Regions from separate parts of the Mus musculus genome. Here region 1 is linked to region 2. Evidence: chromatin contacts called from public Hi-C data. All regions are on one chromosome and are shown on one strand. Each heading gives the region's core, a stretch centred on a gene start, on an enhancer-like site or on the middle of the called end of the contact. The rest is flanking DNA. Distances are from core to core; before and after follow the strand shown. Region 1 overlaps Esr1 (estrogen receptor 1 (alpha)). Region 2 has its middle 84 kb from the start of Esr1.

Region 1 (6,971 bases), core at 1,409-3,908, 110 kb after region 2:
TGAGGCCTAGAAGAAGGCCTGTAAGGGCAATGGGTATGACCACACACATCTTAGTTCCTATAAAGATCATATGTTGACACAGAATGGCAAAGACTTGAAGGAAGAGCCCTGGGTCCTGTCATTTAGAAGCCTAGCCAGGGAAGAGCAAATCACAAAGTGTGTAGAGGTGGGTTGGTTGAAGAGGGGGATGCTCACAAAGTAGGTGGGAGGAGCTCTGGTGAGGGCTGTCAGTAATATAAGAATTCAGTTGAGGAGGCAGTGTGATCTGAGTGCTTAGGACATGTCTCAAGGATGACGTAAAACTAAAGCTTAATTTTCTGGGGGAAGATGAGATGAATACATGGGACATAAGGTGAGCTATGTCAGAGATGGATGTGAGAAAATCTTAAGAAAAACAGAGAACAGTGCTGGCTAGAGAAGAAAAATCAGGAATTGGGATGAATTCTGCTAATGAATTTAATGATTTTTTTAAAACTTGCCTTCCCTTGGTTTCTAGCAGTCTTAAGAACATAGGCAGAAATGTGAGAGTCTTTGTATATGCATGTTCCAGACACTTTTAGAATTTTAATCATTCCAAAGCTGGTCCATGGCTTCCTTACCTATATGGTATAGGAAATGATTGTGACAATTCAATGTGGAGTAGCTGGCGGGGAGAATTTGGGAGGTAAATGGTCATTACAATTCAAACTTTATTTCGATTTCTGAAACACAAACAAAAACAAGGAATAGGAAGAGTATTTTGAAAAAAAAAAAGAGTTTATTAAATACGACAAGGGGTTAAATACAGGAGTGGTAAGCATTTATTGAAAACCTGCTGTGTGTCACTTAAAATACATGAACTAAGACATGATTTGTGTCATATTGGAGTTTACTATTTATGAAAGGAATATATATTTACATTTATTACTGCTTTACTGTATATTACAGTTGTCATCTACTTGTAGGACTAGAAACTGTGGTGAATGCCATGTTGAAGAAGTGGAGGGAATTTTGAGTGTACAAAGAACAGGGTAATGGCCTTCATAAGAAAACACGAAGTTATCTTAATAACATTCAATTAAACTGTTTTCTAAGGAGTGGACACTTGTTGGTTCTTTTGTAAAAGAAAATCTCTTCTGGAATCTAAGACTTTCTGCATTAAATACATACTAAAAAGGCTAGGCTAGCAGAGTAGTGATAATGATTTTGAATAGCTGGTCCTACTATTTATGATTGGAAAAATAGCAGTGTTTGATTACACTGAGTTTCATACTTTCCTTTGGATTAATGAAAATCTTTTCAATTAATATTTCTTATGCAATACTTTAATCGATTCAAGAGAGTCTGCCCTCTAGACTTTGTATAAACGCTTTTAGATCATTTTAGTATGTATTATATTGTCAGTGGGATGAACTCTTGAGAATACTTAGAAATCAATTAATGTAATACAAGTGCAACCAAAGTGAGGCAAGTGGGCTCCCAGTTTCTGTAGGTGGATGGTGTTGCGTCTCCATCTCTTCTTCCTCCTCTTCATCTTTTTCTTCCTCTCCTTTGACCTCTTTCTTGCTTTTGTCCACCTTTCACTACTACTATCATCTTCTCTCGTCATTGTGCTCGTTGCAATGCTTTAAAGATTTCTGGACTATTCAGTGAGAAAGGCTATTATAAGAAAAAAGATTTTAAAGCAATTTTGCTAAACAATTTATTTATCTTTAATTACAATAAAGGGACAAAGACCTGGTTAGTGTTTGTGAGGCTTCCATCCAGAAAGATAAAGCCTAACATGAACATGAAGAGGGTAAGAGCAACTGATTTTGGTTCTAGGAGCATAAAGGAAAGCAAGGTGGGCAGGGACTCTGAAGCTGAGAGAGTTAAAGAAAGATGGATGGTGACATAGCTGACAACTTCCTACCAAGGACATATGAGGCTGACAATGCCAGATCTGACAGGTGCACGGACTAGGGCTGGGTAGTGATCAGCAGAAAGAGGTGGGACTAGTACCTGTCACAAGGCTTGTCTGTTGGGTTGAATCTAGCCATAGGCACTCAGATGATCCCATGTTATATGTTATATGTTATATGTCAGATGATCCCATGTTATATGTTATATGTTATATGTCAGATAATCCCATGTTCACGACTCTGTTGGCTTGTGTCAAGTTGACATAAAACTAGCCAGCACACCTACTGTTGTGATCAAGTCTAGTGTAGTCATCTTCCAATGACCTATTAATATGATTAGGTCTGCACTAAGGTGTAGACTTTTCCAGCACCCACCATTGTGGTCAGGTTGACTGTAGACTCATCCTAACTACCACCATTGTTATCAAATCTATTCCAAGACATAGATGCCTCTTAATGATTCAGAATTGTGATAACTTCTGATCCCAGATATAGATTTACATTCTGCTGCTTTGAATTACAGATGATCAAGCCAATTGCTGCACCTGGGGCAACAGCCCTATGTAGACCATTGTGCTTGATTGATTTTACCCTTGGGATATTCAAGTTACTTGAATACCTCCGGGAGATGCCATAGGGATTTGCAACCCATGGGAAACTCTCCTCTCTTCTTTCCCCTGATCTAGTTGAAGTTTCATGACATCTTTCTAGAACAAGGATGTGCCCAGTTAGTATGATTGCTGATGTTATTTGCATGATCTCTATCTTGGTTGACACATTGCATAATGGACAGCAAACATTCCCCCTTCTTCTTTGGTGTCCCTTCTGCTTTTGTAGCTGTGTTCACAGTTGAGTTTTTGGTATTCTGGAGTTATCTCAATGTCACGTCTAATGAGAAACACATTGCTGATAGCAGGTATTTGTTGTAGCTCTCCAGAATTTTCCTGTTTATTTTTATACTGATAGCTTAGACACAGATTTTTACATATTCCACTTATATTGTGAAACTGGTTGTGCCACGCATCCACTTATTGATCCATCTACTTACTGTCAGTGCTTGCTGAGTCAGTATTTGAGCTGAGGCACCAGAGATGGAAGGCATCCAACAGAAAGAATAGTGTAGCTCTTAGCAGAAGAGGCCAAGTCCAGGCAAACCACTGATGTTTAGAACAAGAAGAAGCTATTTCAAGGCTCTGAACATTAAGAGTGGCTGCAGGAGAGGGATTAGTGCCAAATAAAACCTTAAAAGTACCATCATTCCCCCTTACAGCCATTGGGATGACTGCAAACAACAAGAGCGACAAGAAAAATCACCACCAAAACGAGCCAGCTAGAGACAACAAATGGAAAGTGTTTGTGCTGGTTGGAAATGTAAGATGGTGGAGCCATTATGGAAAAACTCATGACAGATACTTTAATCCGCTATAAATATAGGACTAGAAAAAGAGTAAAGGGCTTACTGAGCAAGCATGGGGACCCGAGTTCAACACTTGCCACTCCTGTAAACCCCAGCATGGTGTCCTGTGTTTGTAATTCCAGTGCTGAAGAGGTCCAGGCAGGTAGGTCCCTGAGGCTTTCAACCTATCCTAACGGGCAAGTTCCAGGTCTCAGTGAGGCAAGGTAGGTGGTTCCTCAGGGACAGTTCCTGAGGCTGACTCCCACACATGCATATGCAGACGTGCACTTACACCTACACCCACAACTATGCACTAACATATAAATAGAATTGTCTTATGTTCTAGGAATTCTGTTTATGAATATCTGAAAGAATTAAAATCTGGGTTTTGATGAAATATTTGTATAGCTATGTTCATATAACATTTTTCACAATAACTGAAAGCTAGAAATGACACACATACATATATAAATATATTATACATGTATAAATGTTTAAAATATATATTATAATATATACAAATATATTGACATACATACAAATATGTATATTTTTATCAAAATATGATAAGTATATGCTGTGGTATATTGTTAAGTTTGAAAACGGAAGGAAATTCTAGCGAGTACATACCTATAATCCATAGGTTGAGGATGTAGGACTATGTGTTTGAGGTCAGCTTGGGCTATATAATGAGTTCAAGGTCATTCTGGGATAGAGAACTAGAATCTATTCCCAAAACAAACAACAGCAACAAGCTCATGCTTTTAATCAGCAATCAGAAGGGAGAGATAGGTGGGCCTCTGAGGGTCTGAGACCAGATTGGTCTACATTGTAAGTTCTAGGACAGCCAGAGCTACATAGTGAAACTTTGTTTTGAGAAAAAAAGGAAGAAAAATTGTAACACATGCTACCACATGTATCTATGTGAATGGATCTGAAGGACACTATGCTACATATATATGGCAGAACCAAACCAGTCAGATACAGTTTGATTCCATTTGGCACAGCTGCTAGAGCCATGGCACCCACTGGATCAGAGTGTAGGATGCCTGAGAGAAGCTGGGGAAGGGCAAACTAGGGATTATTATTTAATGCATGCAGCTCAGTATTATGAGATCAAACAATCCTAAAGACTGTGCTTCAACATGAACATACTTAACACGTGAGCTGCTTAATGCAGTAAATTTTCTTATGTGTATTTAATTGAAGCCCCTCAAAATTATAAAACAAAAATAAAAATACAGAGCAGTTGTTCTTTGGACTATGTGGGTATTAGAGACAGCACTCCTTTGTAAGTTCCCCAGGCCACCTGCCATTTTTTTTTCTTTTCCCTAAAGATTTAAGACCTTCATTAACAAGTGCTTGAGTTTTGCTTACTTTGGTTTGAAAAAAATGAAGAGAGAAAGAAACTTGGTTGTAAACTTTTATTACACATCAAAAATGAAGTTCTTAGATGATCCATCTGGACCAAGTTATGAACAATTTAGAACCTGAGAAAGACTAGGTTTAAGAAATGAGTGTGTTTGTTATCACCCCAAAGACATGTCTCTAGATGAAAATGCCGCTGGCTGTGTGCTGCATAGATGATGCAGATGGTTGTGTTATATGGCTAACAGGTACAAAGCAAGCCCATGGGTCATCAGCTGTCGTCTTTGGTCTGTTGCCTGTCACTAGGATTGGAAGTGCTTCTGGATTCTTTCTTGCTGGCCCACAGTGAATGGATGTTGGTGGATCTGTGTTCCTCCCTGTCCCCTGTAGCCTCAGGTGGGATGGGTCAGCCATTAGGCAGCCTCCTTTTGTCAATTTACCCTCTTGGTTTCCAGGTGACTCAGTGGTACCATGGTGAGAGAGTGCTACTGCCCTTCTGTCCCATCCTGAATTTTTCATCCTCTTCCTTGGTGCCTGTCTCTAGGCTGCCTTTGGCCAGTGAGAAGAGCCTCCACAGGGTCATAGTCTGTAGCTCTGTACACATTGTCTTACTGGGCTACACTGGGCTTAAGGATCCACCATTCCCCTTTGCCAGGAGGTTTGAAACACTGTCTCAGTCCTGTGATGTCTCTACCTGCAGAAGGGTGGGAGCCTTGGTCTATGATAAGGTGGACATTGTTGGACTAGTCCTCTGAACCTCTTATCTTTTTCCTGTCCTCATTTTCTGGCCATTCTGTTGGTAATTGCAGTCAGGACACTTGAGGCAGGGATGGATATCTGTTAATAGCTGTGATCAGCTCACTTGAGGCAGGGATGGATGGTGTCTGTAATGGTTACACCTGGCTCCATTGTCACTTCCTGGTGACTTACTACTGTATGTCCCTGTCCCTTTCTCCTTCTGTGGTGCAAATTCCAGTCTCTCCCTCTCCTGCACCTCAAGCTACTTCCTGAATCTGGTCCCTCTGGCAATCTGGAGCACAAAACATCTTCCTTTGTGTCCTTCCTGTTGATGAACTGCTGTGTGACAGATTTCCTGAGGAGAGGTAACACTCAAATAAGTCTATTCACCCCAGCAAGAGAGCCACCAACAGACCTAAGTTATGACTATACCACTGTCCAATTTGGTGAACTAATGAGTTTTTATTTTTTATTGGCTCAACTAACAGGAATATGGGCACTGGGGTATTTACCAGCAGCTGTGGTAACTCAAAAGCAGCTGGTTTATCAGAAAGCCTACCGCCAAATGGGGGAGACTCCCCAAAACTGCAACCTTGGGGCTTGTTCTCAGGTCTAGGCAGTTTATAGGTACCTCCTCACTCTAAACATCCCCCGTTTCCTCAGTTTGGCTGGTCAATGTCCACCTCAGCAGTTGCTACTTCTTTTTTACTGCTGGGTAGGGATCCTCAAGACTCTCCATACTTTCAACTCACCACCTGTACCTGTTCATTGAACTACTTTGATAAAACCCAAACCTTGGTTGTGACAGCCTTGGCTCTTCCTGGTGATGGTTGTGATGGTTGTGCCGCTGTGGCGGTAGCTTACTCTGCTGGCACAGTGATGGTGCTCTGGAGCTGTGACAGCTACAGTTCTGGATTCACCCATTCCCCCCCCCCCCCCCCATGAGCATTACTCTGCTCTCACTACCATCAAACTCCCTGGGTAACCCCTGGCCTCCTTAAAATGATCCAAGTGCTGAGTGCCTGCCATTGACAGGAAACCTCCTTGATAAAGCAGGCAGCCCAGCATCATGGTGTGTACACCACTTATCTAATAGACAGTGAAAGAGAATCACACTGGAGATATTTCTTTTTACTGCATGACAATTTAATGGGGGAAAGAACTGTGTGATCTATTTTTTTATTTTTTGTTTTTAGCATTCAACCCAGACTCACAGGCACCTACAATAGGAGGGGCCCCAGTTTAGTCAGTTAGTTTTCTTCAGCTATGGTCGATGCTATGCCACTGTTCTTGTTTCCATGTCTCTCGGGGCCAGATGGACCATCTATGATCTTTAATTACTTTTGATACAGTTTAATGAGAGTTTCTATGAGAGTTTTGTATATCTTATTGTAGTTAATGATGGAATAAGTTATTGTCTCTATAGTTTTATGAATTTGCGACATGCTAACTTTTTCTCAATTTTCCCTATAGTCCCAGACTCTAGGTTTCTTTTCCAGCTGCTTGTAAACAAAACAAAGCAAGGGAAAACAAAAACCTGTGTATTCCAAACACTATTTTACTATATATTTACAGCTCGATTTTACTGT
Region 2 (7,098 bases), core at 1,462-3,961:
CTGCTTCCTCCCCACTCTTTTAAAGCCAGCTTCCTGTAGGTACAAGGCAGTTCTTTAAAGTCCTGTTTTTCTCTTTGCTAGATGTGAGTTGTCAAATAGTTAACACCAGAACCAGGCTTTTATCACAGTGACAAATACCCTGAAAGAAAATTATTTTGAAGAAGGGAAACTTCAGTGTGGATCACGGTTTCAAATATTTCAGTCTTCTGTCCTGTTGTGGAATGTCGGTGTTGAGGCAGAGTGAGAGTGAGAGTGAGAGTGAAAGAGAGAGAGAGAGAGAGAGAGAGAGAGAGAGAGAGAGAGAGAGAGAAGCAGGGAGGGAGAGAGAGGGAGGGAGGGAGGGAGAGAGAGAGAGAGAGAAGGTAAGATGGAGCAGAAATGCTCATCTTGTGGCCTGAAGGCAGCTGAGGAAGAGATACAGGAAGGTGCTGGGGACAAACTTTATCCTTCTAAGGCATGGATCCAAATTCCTCCAAATGGACTCAACCTCCTAATCCCACCAGTTCCCAGAAACCATTAAACTGTGCCTCTAGCAAGAGATTAGTGTATTAGTGAGGACAGAGCCACCTCTATCTAGTGCCACAGCTGGGGACCAAGCCTTTAAGCCATGAGCCCTGGATGGGTACTTCATATCCAAACCACAGCTCTGTGCTTTGCAGACAGCAGCTCATTTGGCCTTTTTTTTTCAGAGCTCTCAGATAAGCAGCAGGATACCCCAGCCCCCCTTACTAGCATAGTAACCCTAGCTTCAGAGAGATTGTGTAATTCCCTGCAGATACCTTGTTGTGAATGAAGTCCATGATAAGGCTTGAACTTGGGAAGAACCTGCAGGCTCTTGGCCATTGTAAATCTGGGTTTTGGCTATCAGTGGAGACAGTACTCGGTCTGCTGGAAGAAATAGAAACACTACAAGGAAAGGAAAAAGTCTTGTCCCTGGAAGTACTTATAGTCGATCTAAAAGGGGGAGCTTGGATTCACTGTGAATTAGCGTTCCCTTCTCTCTGCTGCGGGGCGGAGTTCTGTGATTTCCTCTCCTGCTTTAAAGCCTGTCCACTTGGGCACTGAGTCTGAGCTTCTTCGTGCGGCTTTATTCCAGGTCATCATTCTGAGTACAGTTTCCTGTCTACACTACAGGAAATACTTAATTGAGTTGACATACATGCTATTTCTGTATCTATCTATCTATCTATCTATCTATCTATCTATCTATCTATCTATCTATCTATCTCTCTATCTATCTACCATCTATCTATCATCTATCTATCTATCTATCTATCTACTATCTATCTACTATCTATCTATCTATCTATCTACCATCTATCTATCATCTATCTATCTATCTATCTATCTATCTATCTATCTATCTATCATCTATCTATCATCTATCTATCTTGTATCATCTATTATCTACCCATTTTACTTAGCAGAAAGACTATTTCCCAGAATCTTCTTTCATTTAATTCAATTCCATGTCTGCTTCTCTCATGTTAGTGAAAATGTATTCCAGAATTTAGTTTCACACCTGAGAAGCCAAGGGACCTCTGACCAGTCAACTGTGGCCACACCTCAGCTTCGCTTTCCTAGTGAACTCTGACATGGGTTATTTGGGGGAGCTCTGGAAACCCAGGAATTAAAGATGGCGATGACTCAGCTGCACTGCAGAGGGAAGGATGAGCCACAACATTGGGAAACCACACACAAAGAGGCAAGAACCGACTGGGGCATTAATGGCTGTCCCTTTCTACTAACAAGCAAGCCGCCATTATGACTCCTAATTCTCCATTTGAGACACACCTCTATTCCTATTGGTACCTATTTGCTGTGATTTTTGACCCCCAGGCTCCAATTTTGTCCCTGAGTGAACTGCAACGCAGACAGTGTATTCCGGGTGTGGTTGCTGTGGGCCCTGCCTGGGTGTCTGGTGGCAAGGACAGGAGGTTTATTTTGTTAACTTGTCACTAGCAGGGAGCCAAAGGGCACTTTGATGATGGCTGATTGAACTAGAGACTGACATTAGTTTATGCAATTTATTCAGGCTCAGGCTACAGCACCATACAGTTGAGTATACCGGCTTTCTTCTTTGTTGACTTGACATGTAGTCATAAATAAGATAGGCCAGAATGTTCTGTCTGGTCTGGAGCTCTATGTATACAAATGGAGGTCTTAGTCATCTGGAACTTTGAATGCCATGATGCCAGAAAAAGTCAGACGCTCTGTGTTGGACTCTGTTAAGGACATGCCTGGGTATAGCTCTGTCTCTTTTGTCTTCTTGCTACAGCTTCCAGCCATTGTCTTCATCTCCATTTAAACCACAGTGTGCTCTTGTCTACCAAAGTGTTAATGATCTTTTGCTTCTACTTGAGAATTTCAAGTCTCTACAAAATAGTGTCCTGATGTGTTCTGTGTGATGTCATTCACGCAGAACACATGTCTTTAAATCACTCCAGCAACAGGAGGCTGCCTGCTGTACCTTAAAGTAGTACCTGTGTTTGTGGTGTTCTCTTCTAAATGCAGAAATGTGGCAAAAATCCTTTTATTGAATCAACCAAGAAAGCAAGGTCCTTCTGAGGGAGGGAAGAGTGGGAGGGCCGTGCAGGCCTGGCGGGGCTGCTGTTTACCTTGCTGGCGTCACTGTGTCCAGGTAGATTGGCTGGGATAAGAGCCAGAGTTTACAGGTTGTCCCAAGAGCACGCAGGGTCCCTTCCAAAGGCTTGTTTACCTTCCCACACTGTTGCTCTGTCAGTGCTCTGCTAGAGACCTTGCGACCCAGGAGGAACCCCTAGAGGGATGTGGCAGAGCCCTCACTTACACTGTAAGAATTTGTGGCTCTGGAAATCGAATAAATGATGAGAAAAGGCGTTGCTGTTTTTAGATGGATGCGTGGCCCCTCTGAGAGCTGTGGCCAGGGGAGCGATGGGCTTCTTTCACCTGTGTGAAGTAGCCTGAGAGACAGAGCACAAGGGACACAGAGGCAATGTGCCATTCTCTCAGGTTGAAGGAGCATCAGAGGAAGGTGGTGCCTCTGACCAATGAAATCATTGCCTTTTCTCAGACTTCCATTTAGAAATGATCATCTCGCTTTTCTGACTGTAGGATACCGGATATGTGGAGCCAGTTTACAGAAGAGAATAAAATTTGCCTATATCTTATCAGCCACAAACAATCATAAACACTTTAGTATTTTTTTTACGTTAGTATATTTTATGTTAGCCCTTTCTTCATATTATAGATAGGTATATATTTACATGTGAATACTGACCAACATAATAACGCTCTCATGTTTAGACAATGTGTTAATAAAATAAGTTAATGAAAATTCAAGATACAACATGATTTTAATTTTACATGCGACATAGAAAACATATAGCTATATAATATATCTGTATTATGAATACATGCAGACACAGGGCCATATTGTACACACTGAGATTATGTTGTATTTTGTAAACTTACCTCACAGTAGAATTTGTTTGGTTGCTTATGTATTTTCACAAGCCTGACTCGCTACATCTCTATCTTATTTCTTGAAAGCAATCCTTAAAAGCAAAAATACAGTATCAAAAGGGAAACTTTAAAAAAGCAATTATCTGGGATATTGCTAGACTTTTTTTTTTTTTTTTCCTCTTCACTTTCAGAAAGTTATCATACCGCAGAGAGTCACTAAAGAAAAAAAAATTCCAAGTGCTACTCAGAGGTCAGAGCACGTACTGCTCTTTCAGAGGACCTGCTTTGCTTCCTACAACTGCCCACAACTGCCTATGATTTTAGCTCCAGAGGATCTGACGCCCTCTTCTGGCCTCCATAGGCACTGCACCGATGCGCACAAACGCACATATAACATATCTGTACTATGAATACACGCAGACACAGGGCCATATTGTGCACACTGAGATTATGTTGTATTTTGTAAACTTACCTCACACATATGCACACAATTAAAAGCTAACAAAAATTTCAAGCAAAAATTTTTCACTATCCCACTTAGAAATAAAATCTCCACTTTATTTAGCTGTGCCACCAATGCATGAAATTAGCCAGTCACACTGTGTTTCTGTGTACAGAGTCTAGTCTTTATATTTTGTTTGTTTCTGTGCCATTCATGTTTTCTGTTATGCTGCAGCCTTTTTTTTCTGTTTTTGTTTCATTTTTTTATTCTTGTATTTTAAATTTATTCTCTGGTGATTTCATACATATATACAATACATCTTGATCACACCTACTCTCGGGTCCTGTTGGCAGTTTCACCTCAACAGGTTTCTCTCCTACCTACATGTCCTCTTCCATTTTAGGGCGACCCATGGAGTCTGATCAGTGCAGCTCGCATGAATATGGGTGTGGCTTTATCCTGTGGCGTATGGGCAGCCTATCAGTGGCCGCACCTCTCAAGGGAAGGAACTCTCCTTGCTGGGCGGTGGTAGCACAGGTTTTCATCCCAGCCCTTGGGAGGCAGAGGCAGGAGGATCTCTGTGAACTTGAGGCCAGCCTGGTCTACAGAGCGAGTTCCAGGACAGCCAGGGTTACACGGAGACCCTGTCTTGAAAAAGCAAAAAGCAAGAGAAAAAAGAAAAAGGACTCCCCTTTCTTCAGCCAGCAGCCAGCATTTGCCACCAGCTCCTCAGCTAAGGGCGCGTCCTCAGGAGCCCCTCCTCTACTTTTGCTGGCATGTTGAGTGGCTTGATCTTGTGAAGGTAACCGACCACAGCTGTTGCGAGCTTACAAGCCCTGCCCTGAAGATAACATTTGCAACAATCCTCTCCGTGTTTCAGCTTTTACACACACCTCTTTATCCAAGTTCCCTGAGCCTATCCTATCAGCGCTGAGCACCCACAGTTATGTATTCTCTCAGCACTTCAGCCAGTTCCGAGTCTCCGCAGTGACTGCTGCCCGCAGCAAAGAAACCTCTCCAACTATAGTTGAGAGCAGCCCTAATCTATGGACCTGAAAATAAATGTGTAGAAGGCAGTTTGTTTGATCTTGTGTTTTTCCTTTCTCTTTAAAAATAATGTTACCACTACAGATATCCCCAGACACTTCTTAGCTATTGTGATTTAGTTTCATGGTAAATTCCCAGATGTTGAACTACTGGTTCAAAGTGTGTGTGTTTAAAATTTAACGTTTTTTCCCATTTTATTTTCCAAAAATATTATAGTAAATCTACTATGAATGTTTGAGAATATCATTTTCCTTACATTTCTACTAGCACTTTCCTTACCTAAACGAACAAGCAAACAAACAAACAACAACAAAAACCCCAACCAAACCCTAGAGTTTTTCTTTTTTCACTATAACTTTTTGATAGTCTAATGGGTGTTATTAGCACACATTTTTATATTTCTTGTTTTATCAATGGAGCTGATACCTTGCACACTACTGTTCTTCTGGATTCTGTAACTGTCAGTCACTTATGTGAACCCTAGACCCCTTTTCTCCCATATAATTGAATTTTTCTAACTGATTTATGGATGTAATTTGTATATGTTTGCATACATTTGCATATATATTTAAACTATCAGACAAACTTGTACTTACAACATGAAACATTGTGTTAAATTGCATTTTAGTTTCATTTATTATAATTATTCTTAAAAATTCATGTGTTTTGTGTTTATGTCATCTGCCCCTTTTCCTCCATAATGTCTTAAGATATATGTAGACTATGAGATGAAAACAGCTAATTAATACATGCATTGTCTCACAAAGTTTTCAGCCTTGTGGTTGTGTTTCTTAGTATTTTCTGTGAATGTATTTATTTTTTTTTTTTTTGCTGAATATGTAAGAATACATGATAGCAAACTAAGCAACTCCTTGTAGTAGTCACTTGATGTTTTATTTAAGATTTATTTTAATTATGCAGATGTGTGTGAGAGAGAGAGAGAGAGTGAAAGAGAGAGGGGAGAGAGGGAGAGGGAGGGGGAGAGGGAGGGGGAGAGGGACTATGTGTGTCATGTCTCTGTGTGGGTATGTACACATCAGTACAGATTTCCATGGAAGCCAGAAGGGGGCATCAGATGCCCTGGAGCTGGAATCACAGATGTTTGTGAGCTGCCCAACATGGATACTGGATCTGAACTAGCAGAGCAATTAGTGCTGTGAACTGCCGATTCTTCTCCCTGGTCCAAGACTAATGTTAATACCTCCAGTCCTTATTCTGTGAGATGGGTCTCCTGAACTTGTTTGCCTAAGTGAAAGTTTGCATTCTTTCCCAGCATTCCCTACACCTCTCTTTCTTACCTGGTGACAATCACTGATGATCTATTTCCTTTATCTCCGAGGTCAACAGTTTTAGATTCCATATGTGTCTATGTTTGGCTTATTTCCCTTAGATATCTAGGTTCATCTTCATCTTTACAAACGGCAAGACTGCCTTCTTTATAGCTGAATAGTATTCTATTGGATACATAAATGAAATTTCCTCTATCTACTCATCTATTGGTAGACTTTTAAAAAGATTGAATTTGTGTGTGTGGGAATGCCTCAACTAACACAGGGGTGCAAATATTTCTTTGACATGTTGACTTGATTTTCTTTTTACAAACACCCAGTTGTGTAATTGCTAGGCATAAGTATAAAAGTAATTCTACCTTTAGCTTTGGGGCAACTTTCCATTGTTTTCTGTAAGACTTATCCTTATTTATATTCTTATTATCAGAGTTCAACACATTGTGTGCTTTCTTTCTGATAAGAGCTATTCTGAGAAGTATGAGCCATGATTATATCATGAAGTTTTAATTTCCATTTCCTTGCTGGGAATGTGCTAAAACAATTTTTCTGTAGATGTTTTCACATTAGTTGCTATTTATCTTTCTATGTCAATAATTTATATCTTGCCTTCTTATTATAATTATATACAACAAAAAGAAATTTTATTTTATTTTTACTGTTTGGCATTTTTATTTTGGGAAGTGGACCCAGACTCACATAAATGCCAGGGAAGTGCTGCAGCACTGATTGACAACCCCAGTGCTAAAAACCTCATTTATAACGTGGATCCTGTCTTTGTAGCTGTGGATTCTGGGTCTTGTCCTACTTTGAGAAATCCATTTTCATTAAAAAATATCCAAAAAACTAAAGTTTCTACTTTCTCTTTTCCTAATCTGA

What was found. A called contact is a pair of places that touch in the nucleus more often than the background predicts.
Region 1: a contact with region 2 is called in a Hi-C map of liver, with 3 times the contacts expected there. The contact joins two enhancer-like sites. A contact is called at or near these places in 1 of 39 promoter capture datasets (liver), 2 of 484 Hi-C or Micro-C datasets (liver and muscle stem cells) and 2 of 9 other capture datasets (adipose tissue and pancreatic islet).

What each region holds. Positions count from the first base shown.
Region 1 is chr10:4,735,568-4,742,538 of GRCm38.p6, forward strand. All of the region lies in intron 2 of Esr1 (estrogen receptor 1 (alpha)), which reads left to right. Among named protein-coding and RNA genes, the nearest start is that of Esr1, 29 kb to the left of the region's middle. Within about 2 kb of position 2,659, at least 4 of the 459 cell types and tissues checked have an H3K27ac peak or open chromatin away from gene starts, as enhancers often do. A contact at or near this core is called in liver, where this site is marked.
Region 2 is chr10:4,622,845-4,629,942 of GRCm38.p6, forward strand. It overlaps a transcript of Esr1 not described here. Among named protein-coding and RNA genes, the nearest start is that of Esr1, 84 kb to the right of the region's middle. Within about 2 kb of position 2,712, at least 12 of the 459 cell types and tissues checked have an H3K27ac peak or open chromatin away from gene starts, as enhancers often do. A contact at or near this core is called in liver, where this site is marked.